Linked DNA regions of Mus musculus: all the other regions are linked to region 1. Evidence: chromatin contacts called from public HiChIP or PLAC-seq and Micro-C data. All regions are on one chromosome and are shown on one strand. Each heading gives the region's core, a stretch centred on a gene start, on an enhancer-like site or on the middle of the called end of the contact. The rest is flanking DNA. Distances are from core to core; before and after follow the strand shown.

Evidence for each region. A called contact is a pair of places that touch in the nucleus more often than the background predicts. HiChIP or PLAC-seq counts read pairs in DNA pulled down with a chosen protein or histone mark.
Region 2: a contact with region 1 is called in a FOXA1 HiChIP or PLAC-seq map of pancreatic cancer cells. The contact joins the enhancer-like site here to the promoter of 6430548M08Rik in region 1. A contact is called at or near these places in 1 of 39 promoter capture datasets (liver), 5 of 484 Hi-C or Micro-C datasets (the HL-1 cell line, the N1E-115 cell line, embryonic stem cells and 2 more), 2 of 115 datasets of contacts at active chromatin or transcription factors (embryonic stem cells and pancreatic cancer cells) and 2 of 9 other capture datasets (adipose tissue and pancreatic islet).
Region 3: a Micro-C map of embryonic stem cells shows a contact between it and region 1, with 2.9 times the contacts expected there. The contact joins the enhancer-like site here to the promoter of 6430548M08Rik in region 1. A contact is called at or near these places in 1 of 39 promoter capture datasets (liver), 1 of 484 Hi-C or Micro-C datasets (embryonic stem cells) and 2 of 115 datasets of contacts at active chromatin or transcription factors (microglia and pancreatic cancer cells).

The regions. Positions count from the first base shown.
Region 1 is chr8:120,112,271-120,115,589 of GRCm38.p6, reverse strand. 6430548M08Rik (RIKEN cDNA 6430548M08 gene) reads right to left here and starts at 1,438. Exons shown (of 13, transcript NM_172286.4): 1 at 1,273-1,438.
Region 2 is chr8:120,274,799-120,277,926 of GRCm38.p6, reverse strand. It overlaps a transcript of Gse1 not described here. Among named protein-coding and RNA genes, the nearest start is that of A330074K22Rik, 48 kb to the right of the region's middle. Within about 2 kb of position 1,321, at least 278 of the 459 cell types and tissues checked have an H3K27ac peak or open chromatin away from gene starts, as enhancers often do. A contact at or near this core is called in the HL-1 cell line, the N1E-115 cell line, embryonic stem cells and 4 more, where this site is marked.
Region 3 is chr8:120,333,353-120,336,355 of GRCm38.p6, reverse strand. It overlaps Gm32968 (a long non-coding RNA gene), which reads right to left. Exons shown (of 3, transcript XR_388103.3): 2 at 130-303. It also overlaps a transcript of Gse1 not described here. Among named protein-coding and RNA genes, the nearest start is that of Gm32968, 7.2 kb to the right of the region's middle. Within about 2 kb of position 1,270, at least 170 of the 459 cell types and tissues checked have an H3K27ac peak or open chromatin away from gene starts, as enhancers often do. A contact at or near this core is called in embryonic stem cells, where this site is marked.

The sequences.
Region 1 (3,319 bases), core at 189-2,688:
AAAAGAGCATCAGATTCTGTGAGGCTAGGGTTACAGGTGGCTGGGAGCCCCCTGAGGTGGGTGCTGGGAACTGAACTCTGGAGCTCTCAAAGATCAGAATATGCTCTCAAGGGCTGGCTGAACCGTCTCTTCAGCCCCTTGACGTTTCCTTTTAACTCGATGACTTTCCGCTTGTGAAAGGAAGACGAAGAAGGGAGAAAAGGAAAGAAAGCCGGGGTATTCACATGACTTGCCCACTCAATAGCTCTCTAGGGGCGCAGGGGGTTGGGAGGCTGTCCTCAGAGAAGCTCCCTCAGCGCCATTTGGGGTTATTCTAAAACCACTTACCTTGGAAGAAACAAACATTGCCATGAAGATAGAATGCATTTAGCATCTGCGGAGATAACTCACTTCAATTTCTTTAAGATTTGTGATGCGCGTATACTTGTGACATTCTCAAGAGATAGGAGTCCACTCCACATGAGCTGACACAGACCATCCAAAAGACAACCATCCCAAGAAACTTCTGGATTGCAACAGAGACTGAGCTAGCTCATCATCACCAACCAGAAATCACCAGTGTTTGAGGGGAAAAGAAAATCCCAGGTGTCAACTTTTTCCACGGAGCCCGTCAAAACAGCTTATCTGCCATCTTGGTCCTCAAAGGCCTAAACATCCCTACTTCTGACCACAGTGTGGAAAAGAGGGAAGGGATGCGGCTCACTAATGCCCGAGCCTCTTTGCCCTGTCTTGGGGTTCATGCTGTGTCGCTGTCCTGCTTTCAGGATTTGGGAGGGAGGCAGATCGAAGGGAATGAATCAGAACCTCAGCATCGGGTTACAGGCTGGATCCCAGCTGGGGCGAGGGTAGCCCGGCCTGCCAGCTGCCAGCTCACCTCTACCTCTGACTCACCACCGGGACAGCTCCACGTCGGGGGCCCAGCCCGTGCCAGCGCACCTGCGCCGGCAGAGCCGCGCTCCCGCTCACTCCGTAGGTCGCACCCGTGTGCGGCACTGGACTGGACCGCCGAGCCTGCTTCCTCCTCCCCTTGTCACCTTCCCACGTCTCATCAACCCTGCAACTCCGGGCGAGCGCAGACCCGTGCATGACTGGGTCCGAGTCTTCCCAAATCCTAGAAGCGGCCTCGGGGTCCGAGCCTTCCCAGCCCGCTCCGGCGCGGTCGTGGCCTCTGAGCAGCTCGCGGCCCTCCACTGAGACCAGCAGAATGACAGCCCTGCCCGCCGCACCGGCCGTCCAGCCGACCCGCCCACGCCGCCAGCGACCCCTCCTCACCGGTCCCGGCGCAGCCACGCCGCACAGCCCCTCGCGAGCGCAGCACCGCAGCCCGAGGCCCTCTCGCCGCGGCGGCCCGCGGGACCGGGCAGGGGGGCGGGCAGGACGCCGTCGGGTCTGCAGCTGCCGCGGATGCACCGCGCGACCAGCCGTGCCGGGTCCTTCTGAGGCGCGGCGGAGCGGGCTGTCAGTCAGCGGGAGCGCCCCGCCCCTTTAGGTGCACGTGACGCGCGAGCAGTCGGGCCCTTTGGATGTGTCGCGGAGAGAGTTGTCAGTCAACAGGGGGCGCCACGCCCAGTCCCACCCTCCTCCCCCGCGTGACGTACGAGTTCTCTGGAGCAAGCCGGGAGCCACGCCTCCAGAGCACCACGTGACTCGCGAGCTGTCACTTTTGCTGGGAGCGCCGGGCCTCGCTCAGCTCCTGTACGCAGGCGCGGGAGCGCCCCTTAGTCCCTGCGCCTCCCGACAGCCGCGCGGGTTCGCTCAGGAACAGAGTTCCAGCAGAGGATGACTAGGTCGCGGCGTTTTTGCGCGCAAAAGTGGTTTGGGAGAGGAAGGTGACCCTCGAGGCTGGTCTGGCCTGGGGTAGCAGAGTCCCAGCGTAGGTCCCGTGGACCCACACGCCTTTGAAGGCGCGAGTGGCCAGCTGAGTCCCGTTTGTCTTCCGAAAGGCGTGTCTTTAAGAGGCCAGTAGATTTGGCTCTTTTCATAAATAGGAGTAAGCACAACGTCCAGCCATTCAGCTTCTCCCACATCTCTTCAATAAAGAAATAACAAAGAGGCTGGGGGGTGGAGCTCAGGGGCGGGTCACTGCCTCTGAGTGGTCAAGGTCCTGACTCCCATGCCCAGCACCAGGGAGGAAAAGGAAAACTAAAGAAAACCAAGGCCGAACTTCTGGGATTTTTCTGAAGTCCTGAGGGTTAGGCAGGGGGCTGGAGTTCTGCCAATCAGGAAGATGATATAGATGGTGGTAACCGAGCACCTGCCCTTTGCTGACAACAGATGGGAAGATCTGTCCAACTAAGGCTTCTTGGGAAAGTTTAAGAGAGCCTTAGGAAAGGCTGGGAGCTAAAGTTCTTGGAAAGTTTAGGGACACGTGGCCACCCCAGGAGAAGGTCTCACACCTAGACGTCTGCGTGTGAGAACTTGGTGCCAGCTCTGGAGGGAAAGGGTGGGTGCTAGCCCTCATCCTTGTGTGGACACTAAGGACAGCTGCTCTGAACAGAGTCCAACAGACTATAGATAAGGCTCAGAAAAGTTGTAGAATGTGAGGGGACAGTGCCGGGGCTAAAGGAACCCTCCCCTGTTTCAGAGAAGGAAGATGGCACTAGGTACCAAGTTCTGTAACCCTGACCTCACCTAGACAGCTGTTGGGGAGCACTGAAGACAAATGTAGTCACTAAGGGATCCCATTCCATATTGAGGAACTCTACTTCTCCTCATGAGATTTAGTGGCATTTGCCCTGCCTTCTAATAGGCCTCTGACCTCCTCAGGAAGTTGGACAGAGGCAGATGACATGACATTTAAAAACGAGGAAGAACCTTCTGCAAGCCACAGACAAGTGAACTTGGTGTCAACCTAGGAAGTACTCAGGGTGGATGACTCAGATCATATCGGTGGCCCCTCTGAAAATGAAGCGCTGAGACACGAGACACAAGGAGCTAGATAATGAGGAGGCTGGGCTGTGTCTTGGTAGCTATGTTCTCCGGTGGTCAAGATGTTCCTCTGCAGGTAAACATCCTTGAATGTGCAGATAGGTTGTCCATTTTGTCAGAGACTAAGGTACCATAGGGCTTTCCCAGTTGCCACATGTGGGCATTAACAAAGATCTGCATCTTCAGAAGACCCCCACTTTATCATGCTATCATTTATATTGTGGTGGTGTGCCTCTCTGTGGGCTCTTCAAGAGGATCATGGGTATATCCTAAAAGGGAGATTTGGCCAATCATGATTTGGGAATGGAAAAGAGACATCATACCTTATAATCATAAAATCGGCCCGGCAGAGGTGGTGCACGCCTTTGATCTCTGCTCTTGGGAGGCAGGG
Region 2 (3,128 bases), core at 72-2,571, 160 kb before region 1:
TGACCCCCATTCTTGATTTCCTCAATTGTGATGGCTCCCCGGTACTTCAAACATAACACTCCTGCCCTTACAGGCGAGCATTTGAACAACTTAGTGTTCTTTCCCAACTCCCTTCCTAGGAGTCCAGCCTCATCCACCCTCCAGCCTCAGAGGCAGCCCTACAGTGTGCAGCGGGCCGCACCAGCTTCGCTATTCCTCGACTTGGAACCAGGTCTTCTGCCCCCTCTTCCCAGGGCCTAGTGACTGCTCTTTCAAGCTGTCTCCAGAAAAGTCTGTCAGGAGGAGGGAAGAGACACTTCAGGATCCCCAAGGAGTAGGGGACTCTCAGTATTCCAGATCTCAGTACTGCATAGTTAAAGTTACAGGGTAGTCGCTCCCTTGGGGTCTCAAGGCTCAAAGAGCCTGAACTCTCCTCAGCAAATCTTCTCCCGAACCTTCAAGTATTCCGCTGTCCCACCCCAAAGTTTTGGCTTCCACAAGTGGTTCTGGTGACTAAGCGCTGTGGGGCTCCCTGACCCAGGTCTGGGTACTCGTGGGATCTCTGATCTGAAACACTGTAGCTGTCTTGCTCGCTCGTCTTGCCTGGCCCAAAGCCCTGGCCTCCACACGTGGCTGTGAGCGCCCCCTGTGCAGCTTGTAAGCTGCACTCGGTTCTCACCCAACCAGTGACGCTTCAAGACCCTGGGAGGTAAGATCACAGAACCAGGTCACACAGCTAGGAAGGGACAGGGTCTGGGCTCAGTGAGCTCACAGGGCCAAGTCATAAAGCTAGGAAGGAACAGGGTCTGGTCCAGGAACACAGATGGTGGCCTCCAGAGTCCCAGGAGCAGTTGGTGGGTGTGGGTCACGCTTCTTCCTTTCTTCATCATTGCTCCGCCCTGGGCCAGAACATGTCCTCAAAGAGCCACGCATAGGATATGCGGGTGACAACAAGCCACGGATCAGGCACTGTCTCCCTCTCAAGCCTCAGTTTCCCCACTATCTGCTACGGGGTTCGCGGGGGTGGGGGAGTCTCGCAACATCCAGGGAGAGTAGCCCTCTTACAGGCCCAGCCCCTGGCAGGCCCCAGGCCAGGAGGAGCCGGGAGGGGCCGGGAAATCCGGGGGCCGCGGCCCGGGCCGGCGCCGGAGGGGGCGCCGGCGGCCCCAGATGCTGCCAGCATTCCTGGAAGGTAGCGCCAGGCCAGCGCCGCCAGATGTGCCTCACAAGCAGCTGCCCCGCGCTAATAAGGTCAGCGCCTGGCTCCAGCAAGCCGCGCACCGGCGGCGCCTCAACGCCTGGCACCGCGCTGGGGAAGAGGCGTGGTCGGGGCGTGGTCTGGGAGAGGGCCAGGGGGCTGCCCACGCCCAGAACCGCACCCCACGGCCTTGGCCTTGGCTGCTGTGGGACCACGCCCCTCCTCTCTCAAGACCACGCCCTTTGCAATCTGGAGGGCGGGGTGGGCCGATGAAGACTGTTTTATTGGATGTTTCCTGGCCTGGGGAGGTGGGGGTGTCCCTGTTCTTCCAGCAGAGCCAGCTGCGAGCAGAGGCCCCATCCTGTCCCCACCTCTCCTTGCACGCCCCCTTCCAGAGGTATGCGGTTACCTCTTGGGGACCTGGGGTGCATGGGGCCAGCTGGGTCCATGTCCGAGGTCTGTCTAGGTCCCCCGCAAGGCACACGGGCAACCCCCCACTTCCCCTAGATAAAGGCTGCAGCCGCCTTTGTTTCTCTGGTGTAACCGAGCCAGATGCCTCTAATCCCCCAGCTGGACCAGATTTGCAGTGGCTCTGGGGCCTCCCCGGTCCAGACGCCAGGCTCCAGGCCTCCGAGGCAGCTGCGAAGGGGGGCGGGGCTGGCATCTTCAGCCTCTCCCATCCCCTCTCAGGGTCAAGGGCAAGCGGAGCCAACAGCTTAGGGGTCATGCTTCATTGCTGGCCCGGCCCCAGGATTCTGTAAAGGAGGAACATTCAGGGCGCTAGGCCCAGGCCTCAGTTTCCCCGGTCGCTATCATGCAGTTTCCAGTCCTTCCTGTACAAGCTACAGAACAGTTCCGATAGTGACGGCACAGACACCCACATTTCTAAACTTCCCAGGAAGCTGAGAGCCCCCACCCCACGGCTGCTGGTGCCTGGGCATGGGAGGGGCTCAGAGAGGTCCCTACACTGGTAAGAAAGGATCATTCTGGGGAGAGACCAGAGAGGTTTGGTGACTTGCCTAAGACCACAAAGCAAACAAGAGCAGGGAGTAAGAACACCTGAGGGCAAACACAGGCGGAAAGACAGCCGGTGAGCACCCTCCTGAACACAAGGGGTTCTTGCAAGTGCAGCTGGAAGCCACCACCATCAGGCCCCCTCCACCAAGGTGAAAGGCGGATGCTCTGGCCCTGGTCTGGCTACTATTCTATTAGTCAAGGGGTGAAGGGATCTAGACGCAGTGTTTATCAGTCCCTAGGATGGGGCTGGCTATGGACAGTTATGTTGGAGAGGTCACCTTCCAGGCCACACCTGTGGTCCCAGCCATGCGTGGAGGGGAGAGGAGGGGAGGGGAGGAGAAGCCTGGAGTGTCCCGGGTCTCCCCAGCCCTTCACCTGGCCTCCTCTGCCAGGAGCCAGGCAGACGCCAAGTACAGAACCTGCCAGGAGTGTCTGATGCAGGTGGGCCTCTTTCCAAGGCCATTCATTATCCCAAGTCCCTGTCAGTCTGTCTGCTCCCACCACTTCTATCCCAGACCACAAGAGTCATTGCCACCACCACATGGACACCTCCCACATGCACTCCCCACAGACACACACCCCTACAACCACACCCTCCACAGACATATTCCCCTACAACCACACCCCCCACATGCACACACCCCTACAACACCCCACAGAGGCACACACATTCCTGCAACCACATCCCACACACACGCACCCCCCACAACCACACCTCACACACATGCACAAACCCCACAATATATTCCACATAAGAACCCCTCCACAGAAACATACAGCCACAGGCACATGCACAAATATGCATCTGACATGTGTGCACACATGACATAAGGCACGTGTACCCCACACATGCAGATGCCTACAGACACACACCCGCACAGGCACACACATGCACACTTACCCACAGAAACACATCTCCACACACAGGCACCCC
Region 3 (3,003 bases), core at 21-2,520, 220 kb before region 1:
GTCTTGGCTTCCAGAGAGGATTGTCCCCAGTGGCTGCCTCTCCCACCCCACAAGTCCATTATCACAGATCTGAAGTTCCATTCTATGCCTGCCGCCTCCCCTTTGTCTCCACCCCTCCCCCCACCTCACCAGCCCAGTGTAATCTTGTGGGCCATCTGCACACTGTCCTTCTCGCGGCCCTGGGGATCCGGACATGGATACGGGGGGGCCCTGCCCGACCTCACACAGATGGCCTTTGGACATCGTATGTAACCCACAATCACTGTCACCGGGAAGGACACATGGGTCCCAAAAGCCAACAGCCTGGGGAGAGATGGAGAAAGCAGGGGCTTCTATATCTTCAGCCTCCAGAGAGGGAGGGTCTCCCTCCCACCTCCTACCCCCTCTGCCCCAGCCTCCTGCCCTCTGTCCCCAAACGTCACTCTTCCCTCCTCCTTGCTGGGCATTCCCCAGAGTTACTGTTTTAATAAGCTCCTTGCCCTCTAATTAGCAGGTGCGGCTCTGTAAGGAAGCGCCTGGTGTTTACCTAGCACGGAGCCTTTAATAACTGCAGCCCGGCGGGCTGGCTCCCTAATCCCCTCTGCAGGCGGGCTAATGAGCCTGGCACCGCCAGCCACTCCTGCCTCACCAGGCTAGCAGTGCCCCCAGGGCTTCTTACTGAGCCCCGCCAGGACCCTGGAGCCCACAGACTCCAGGCCTGGGTCAAGCGTGATACCTCGCTCCAGACTGATGGCACTGCCAGGTCCGTGTTAGGGGAAATGAAACCTCCTTAGCGGGTGGGGCTGGCCAATCTCAGAGCTGGCAACATCTCCATACTTAAGGGAGGGCTGTCCCTCGGGACTCAGGCAGGGGGCAGAGGCCACTAAAACATGCAATACTCAGGGGCTGCAGACCAGAGGGCACAAGCTAATTCTACAGCCTGGAACAACCGTTCCTCCCCCCCACAAGCTGGGGGTGGCAACAGCTAGGAGCACTGGGCAGTCTGGGGCAGAACTCATCCAATCAGCTACAGGAGGTCCCCGGAGGGAGCTGTTGACTCCAACAAGGGACAGCTACCACAGGGCAGCTTTCAGGTCTCAAGCTCCCCTCCTCCCAGACACAGCAGGACCCAGAGAGGAAAAAAAAGGCACTCTGTGGCAGAATATTCTAGAACAAGATGTGTGTGGGTTTTTTTTTTTTTTTCCTTTTAAATAAATGGATGTGCCTTGGGGCTGCTTGGGAGGCAGAGGCCCCGCCCACCCATTTGGAGGCGTTGAATAGCTTGAAAGGCCCTTGGAGTGCGGAGGCAAGAGAGAAAGGCCTCCTCTCAGCTTCCTTTGTGGGAAAGCCTCCTCTGGCCCCTGCTGGGCCTTTATCTGACTCGGCTGGTTCTTCCTGCAGTGGGGGTACCTCAGGAAGGTGGGTGGAGGGGAGGCCTCCCTTCCTGCAATCCTCCCCCTCCCTCTTCCCTCCGCTAGCCTCTCTCTCCCTTCCCAGGCCACAAGGTTCCCCAGGCCTTCCCCTTCCTGGGCAAGAGCATTCTAGTGCCTCCTGCTCAGGCAAGCAAAGACCCTGGCCACTGGACACCCTTCAGCTAAGAGCAGTCAAGCACAAACTAAGAGTCAGTTTTTTGCTGAGAGTCACCCTGTGCAGTCATCATAAAAGGGAGACCGAAAATCTGGGGATCCCTCTAATCACAGCCACTGGACCCAAGTGTGGCCAGTGACCCCAGCTAGGTGACAACAAACAACTGGGCACCTTCTCAGGATGCCATCCTTCCTCAACGTCAACCCAGAGGGTGAGTGAGTGACCCACATTCTGTAAATTCGTAGAATGACAGGAAGAATGGCCAGGATCAGAGAACCTGCACCTAGCCATCCAACCTTGACCCCTGGGCTCACAGGGAAAGAACAAAGGAAATGTGAGCCAGACCAAGCTAGTCAGAATCCTGTCCCATCTGGGTGGGTGTGGTGGCGCATGCCTTTAGTCCCAGCACTTGGGAGGCAGAGGCAGGCAGATTTCTGAGTTTGAGGCCAGTCTGGTCTACAAAGTGAGTTCCAGGACAGCCAGGGCTATACAGAGAAACCCTGTCTTGAAACCCCACCACCACAAAAAAAAAAAAAAAAAAAAAAGAAAAGAAAAAGAAAAAAAGAAAAAAAAGAAATTCCCGTCCCGTGTACCCTTCCAGAACTTTCTAGGGCAATGGCACAGACGGCACAGTGTCTGGAAGAGGAAGGGGCTAATGTTGTGACTTCTGTATCTGGCTCTTGACTGTGATGACTTTGGTTCTGGGGCTCCACAAACCAGGAACCCCAACTGCCTAGAGGGAGGAGGCAGGAAGAGTAAACCAGACCCACAAGCCATAGAACAAGTTGGCAAGAGGCCCCACCATGTTGCTAGCCACTCTGCCATCTTGGAAGCGGTTCTTCCAGCCCCAGGCAGAGGCCTCCACAGGTGGTCCCACCTAGCCTCACCCACCCCACCCACCCCACTGCAGGTCTGTGAACAATGGAGCATGGGCTGTTCTGTGGTCGGCAGCACATAGGAGGCTGGAGGCAAGATGGCCAGGCAAGATCAGCTTCAGATGACTGGACCCCCCACAGTATCTGGGTGCCACGCCCTTATTCAGTTCTAGAAGTGACCTCCATTGCATGCACAGGGCGACCAAGAAACAGAGATGCTAGATCACTTGCTGGAGGTTCCTGCCTCTCCCCAGTAGGAATGATAGGCCAATGGCAGCCATTTGCCACATAAGCTGGGACAGTCTTGATTTCTAGGACAGCATTTTTTGAATAAAAGATGTTATGTAGAACAGGCAGCCCATCTTTCTACTCCTGTAAAAATTAATACGATTTTTTTTAAAGTGGACTTAAAAATACTGCCCCCCCCCCCCAAAATGGATCATAGTATTCGATTTCTGGTGGAGAGCCACGGCAGGCTAAGTGCGTGCCAGCAGAAATCGTCTCACCCTGTTTCTCACCAAATAAAAAGACATCCATGATCACAATCCCTTGAGGACCTGGA